2 separate regions of the Danio rerio genome follow, and region 1 is linked to region 2. Evidence: chromatin contacts called from public HiCAR-type data. All regions are on one chromosome and are shown on one strand. The core of a region is the stretch at or near the end of the contact, and the rest is flanking DNA. Distances in the headings are between cores, read along the strand shown. Region 1 holds the start of dll4 (delta-like 4 (Drosophila)). Region 2 has its middle 130 kb from the start of dll4.

The links. HiCAR-type assays count read pairs that join an accessible place to other places.
Region 1: a HiCAR-type map of caudal fin shows a contact between it and region 2, with 6 times the contacts expected there. The contact joins the promoter of dll4 here to the enhancer-like site in region 2. A contact is called at or near these places in 6 of 18 Hi-C or Micro-C datasets (caudal fin, embryo and hematopoietic stem cells) and 2 of 4 datasets of contacts at active chromatin or transcription factors (caudal fin and embryo).

Annotation. Positions count from the first base shown.
Region 1 is chr20:30,973,769-30,976,514 of GRCz12tu, forward strand. dll4 (delta-like 4 (Drosophila)) reads left to right here and starts at 1,338. Exons shown (of 11, transcript NM_001079835.1): 1 at 1,338-1,683; 2 at 1,819-2,079; 3 at 2,351-2,408. The coding sequence starts at 1,630.
Region 2 is chr20:30,839,446-30,842,255 of GRCz12tu, forward strand. No RefSeq gene overlaps it. Among named protein-coding and RNA genes, the nearest start is that of dll4, 130 kb to the right of the region's middle. Within about 2 kb of position 1,281, at least 9 of the 62 cell types and tissues checked have an H3K27ac peak or open chromatin away from gene starts, as enhancers often do.

The DNA of each region.
Region 1 (2,746 bases), core at 88-2,587, 130 kb after region 2:
GAAATAATTTTTAACGATTTAAGTAATTAGCTTGCACTTTTAACTAAATATTTTCAAAATGAGTGAAGCAGGATAATTATTTTGGTTCTCCAAAGATCCATTGAACTATTCTTAAACTAAACAAGATTTCTGTGTGAAGAACATTAAAAAAAAATATATAATAACTTTTGTGCAGATAGATATATTAGAAAATTTCACTGTAACATCGATTCCTTCAAGTGTCTTTTATATGCAAATAAATGTTATGACTGTAAATATATATATATATATTATATATATATATATATATATGATGCATTATGATTTTAATATGGTAAAGTGTAAAATCTGGATAATATATGCTGTCATTTGTTATCTTTTTTATTTAGCGCACAGCAGAAGAAAACGCAGTTTTATGGCGGTTATGGCTAAAACCCTCATTATCATACAGCTGAATTGTTATCTCGCCCCATCTCAGCCAGAGGCCCGTATGAAAGCAACATGAAAGCCCTCGAAACGCGCTTCTAACGAGGGGCACGCGACTCGACAATAATGACACGCTGTATTTAGCCTGAAAGCACAGCGCGTGCAGCACATCACATTAAATGGGGAAATATTATTCATTATCATAGTGTTAATTAGAGCTTATTTGGGATTCACCTTGAACGAGTTGATTATTTTCGTTTAACTACAAAATACAATATTGAGCACAAAACTGAGAATATTAAAAAGGAGTTGTTGTAAATTTAAATATGATTATAGTGTTTTCTGGGATACTAAAATGCGCTTTCAGGCTGTCCCAGCTTGAAACATGAAGAGGCTCTGCTCCGGAACATCAGGTAAGGCATGACCCTCCACTGACCGTGCACGCTTTCAGTGATGTAATATAATTATCCGCGCAATTAACTGGAACGAGGACAAACGACAAGTAATAGGCTGTGCGTTGTGCGAAGTTTCATCCGATTTAGTTTTTCTTCAGATACGCGTATTCTGCACTGCATGGTGTGAAATGGTCAGTATTTAATCGTGCCTGCTTTAAATATGCCAACAGATGCTGGGCTTGTTAATAATCACTCGCGCTCAATTGGTCATCATCATCCGCGTAGTGGTGGGTATTAAATGTGGATATCATTGTTGCCAAGAGAGGGGGGCTGACTGAGCATAAGTGGGCGGCGTTTAGCGATAGACAAGAGTTTATATAATGAGCAGCGCGGACACAAAGCCAGTATAAATACTGAGGGACGTAAGAAACAAGTCTTCATTCACGAATTACACGAGAAGCGCGAGGATGCCCAACAGCGCAATGCTGACGCACAAAGTTTAGAAGCAAAACAAGACATAACCATTGACACTAAACACATCGGTGCGCTCACTGTGGAATACCAAACATGCTCAGTGGATATCTTGAGACGAAGAGGAATAAGACTCGATGCTGATTTATTTGCCAGTTTCCCCATTCACCTTTTGGATAACCTGGAAATTTGACGTGCTCCATCCAGCACACTGAAGTGACGTGCGGCGCGGACGCGCGGCGGGATATACCTTTTCACTCTTCTACATTTGTTTTCATTGCACCCCTTTTGCACTGGAATAGGCTCTTTCTGGGAATATAATCGTGGGTGACACGGCTGCCCAGGAGAATCGAAAAGCATGGCAGCTTGGCTCACCTTTCTCATCGCATTTTTCACGACCGTTTTGACGCAGGTAAACATCCATATAGTCTGTCCTGTGGAAAGTCAGCAGGACTCCGTTGCTCCTCTAGAATGTCTCGAGAGCACTTCTGTGGGTAAGCCAGTGTTTGCAGTGCAATGTTGTAATGCATGTAATTTTTCCCTTCAGATATTTGGATCTGGTGTTTTCGAACTCGACCTTCACGAATTCAAAAATTTCAAAGGCTTGCTCGCAAATGGCAATTCGTGCACGCCTGACTGCAGGACTTTCTTCCGAGTTTGCCTAAAAAACTACCAGGTGGTCGTGTCTCCAGGTGACTGTATCTTTGGAAGTGCCTTAACGCCAGTGCTGGGGACAAACTCGTTTAGAATCATGGGAGGTGGCTCTTTCAGCACACCAATTCGACTGCCGTTCAACTTTGGGTGGCCGGTAAGCTCGAACGCAAATCGTTTGGGAATCTAAAAAGAACGCTTTGTGTTTGTGTTTATGTTGCATTATGCAGAGATAGCCACAGTTTGTAATGTTGATTGATGAGACTAACGATTTTGATGCAAATCCCAACAGTAATCACTTTAATTATTGCTGCCTGCATGCGTCTTGAAGAATTTATAATGCAATTATTTTTATGCATACACACTCTCTAGTATTTTAATCATTCGTTGTGTTCTTAAAGTAAATATAAATGTGTCTTTTCTCTCAGGGGTCATTTTCATTGATTATTGAGGCCTGGCACTCACCTTACTCGGATCTACCTGTAGGTAAGATTCGATTTTATCCACTAGAGGGCGACAGTTTGATAATGTACCTATACAGAATTCCAAGCTTCTCTTTTCATTATTACAATATATTTTTAGCTATGCACGATTTTAATTAAACCATGGCACACTACTCCTACTAAAACATGTATGTTTAAAACTTGTAAATTTGTAATGCACTGTCCTCTTGTTTCGGACACCTTTGCATTCTCATGCTCGAACACAATTGAACTTCCTTTGGTTTATTTTTGGCGTGGGAAAGCGCAGTGGGCTTTGGTGAGAATACACAGTGCTTGCCAAAACCATCCGACTGCATTTTCCTGTATTTTACACCTTTGTCT
Region 2 (2,810 bases), core at 31-2,530:
TATTAATTTAACATAATAGATAGATAAAAATAAAAGCATTTATATGACATATTTTAACTCTAACATTTTAGAAATGTTTATTGAGATATGCACATTTAAACAAAAGAGAGTTAGGAAATTATGTTGTAAAATTTATTTTTTTTTCTCCATGATCTAATTATTTTACTTTCAAGATCCATGAGTATAAACTGTCCTTTAGCTGTGTACAGCTAGCAACTGTGTGTTTTTTTAGCTCAAAATGCCAGAAGCCATTTACTGAAATTGTATGCATCACCACAGTGTTAATTCATAATCTTCTTTAATGATCTACTCAAGAACAAAAGTCACCATCTTTGATGGCCTGAGGGTTGGTAAATTAACAGCAAATTTCCATTTTGGGGGTGCTAATGTATCATAGGCTAACATGACGGTTTCTTCTACTTTAATTTCTCTCAAATTTTGGGGACATGAGTGTCACACCACAACCCCACTAATGACCAAACACCCCTTTAGTCAATCCTGTGTTGAGGGTTCCACGAAGCAGAGATGAATAATTCACCACACATACTTGTTTACCCTGTGTGATCAACCTCAAAACAAATGTTATGATATAGCCGCTGTTTATTTACTCTCCACCACAATACCCTGAGGGGCCGGTGCCCTATGGGAAGCCTGGCTCTCCAGTTACCGCCAAACAATGGTGGCATTTAATATGGGTCACCCGTTCCTAGGCAACCTCCAAACCTACCGGACTGGCTTTGGGTTTCAGATTGTTTCATAATTAATCGGGCGACATGAATAATTAATTGTGGAGAAGGACTAATTTACAATGTGGAGTAAAATCCCCCCTCCATTCTCGGTTTGTAAGTCATATTCACAGCCATTAGCTGTGCGAACCAATAGCTATGAATTTATTCCTAGCACTATCATCTCACTTAAAGCATCTGAAGCGTGCGATGGCTTCATTATGCTGATTGAGCCGAGGCGTTGGGGAACGAATCCACTCGAGCGGCTAGATGATATCGTCCATCTCGTCCGCCTACAGCACACTGCCCACTCCACCTGAAGAGCGCTTCACACACCAAGCGATGGAAAATGGCATGGAATCGTGCTGGTTTGGAAGCTGTTACAAGATGCAGCTTGTAATTTAGGGGAATCATCTGGTAAAGCTGTGCCCCTTTTGATGGTGGATCACGGTTCACACATCAGTGCCATCTGAGGCCTGTAGTACAAACACAGATGAGACTCGCACATGCTCGGGTTGTGGGCTGCTGATCTAAATGTGGCCAGCAGAGGTCAGCACTTTTCCTCCAGCTGGTGTCGGGACCTCCTGAAAGGGAAAGATATTTGGCAGAGCTCTGCTTTATGGAGTGAAAATCGCACAAGTTTGCCCTGAAATCTGCATTGGTGACCTGCGGGGGGATCTTTAAAATATTTCAAGATGGTGAGGTGGAGAACAATAGAGCTCAGATGAAGCATGATGGGAAATGGGGAACGAAAGGAAGTCAGAGGGTAAAAATGGAAAAGGAAGAGAAGATCAGAGAGAGGAAGTATTTTTGTCTTCTGCGTCCATTTTTTTGCATGATATCATGGCTCTGGTCCAATCCTTCGGGCTTTTCTTTCTGGATGTCTTCTCTGATTCAGGCTGGATGTGAGTGACAGTAAAAACATAAGTCAGCAGATTGGATGCCCATTCAACATCGTGACTCCTGCTGTTTAGGGATCCATGGGGCACTCAAGTGGCTCATGGGAAATAGAGGAAACTTTCAGCTTTAACGGATGGACTCGGGCCAGAGTTTGCAACAAAAACAAAAGAAAAAAAATGTCATTATTTACTTACTCGTACAGTATGTTGATTTAAATTTGCAGTTTCAGTCTGATCTCACGAGGAAACAACTATTTTACATTTGGCTAATTCGAATGAGTTCAGTTGACAAAAAGTACTATTTAAAAAAGGAGGGATGGCACCCAACCCCGCCCCTAAACCCAAACGCCATTGGGGGAAAAGCAAATCAAACTAAATTCTACGAAGGAGATCGTACCAATTCATACGAATTAGCAACTAAAAGAAAAAGTTATGAATTGCCGTGAGATTGTGTTTGGCAGTTTCCTTCAAGAGAAAGAAAGTGCCTTCTTCTCAGTTATCCAGTCATTATTCAGTGTAAAACTAAGCATATGCTGTATGTCTAGCTTTGGGGACATTTCATGAAAGAAGTACCATTGTCTGATTGCTCAATAAATTGTTCTTTTGAGTCAAAGAATTGAAGTAATTTAATTTAATTAATCAAGTTTAATTTCATTTCATTTCATTATTAGTTAACAATAAATGCAGGACGGATTCTCCACAGGAAAGTAAAGAAAGAATTATGGATGAGGAGCTTCAGCCTAAAGGTAATATGTTGATCCATGTAAAAGAATCCATATCACTAAAGCTCATAAGTTACACAGTGCAGGACAGCTGAGATGGTCAGCAATTGAATCTCATGGTCTTTAATGATCAGACTTTATCACTCTCTGCACATTGTCTTCTGCAATTCAGGTTAAACACTAGGCATACTGTATGCCCAGCTTTGCATGTTTTATGAAAGAACTACCAATGTCTGATTCCTCAACAAATTGTTCTTTTTAGTAAAAGAATTTAAGTTAGTTGATTTGAGCTGATAAGAATCATTTGTTCATGAATCACACACATTTTATTTTAGTTTCCAAGGCTTTTTTTTCTTTTTATTATTATGTATGAAATGATGTATTATAGTATTTATTTACATTTGAAATGTTTGTATTTTCATGTAAGTTGATGTTACTTCATTTTAGTTGGTAATTTTGACATT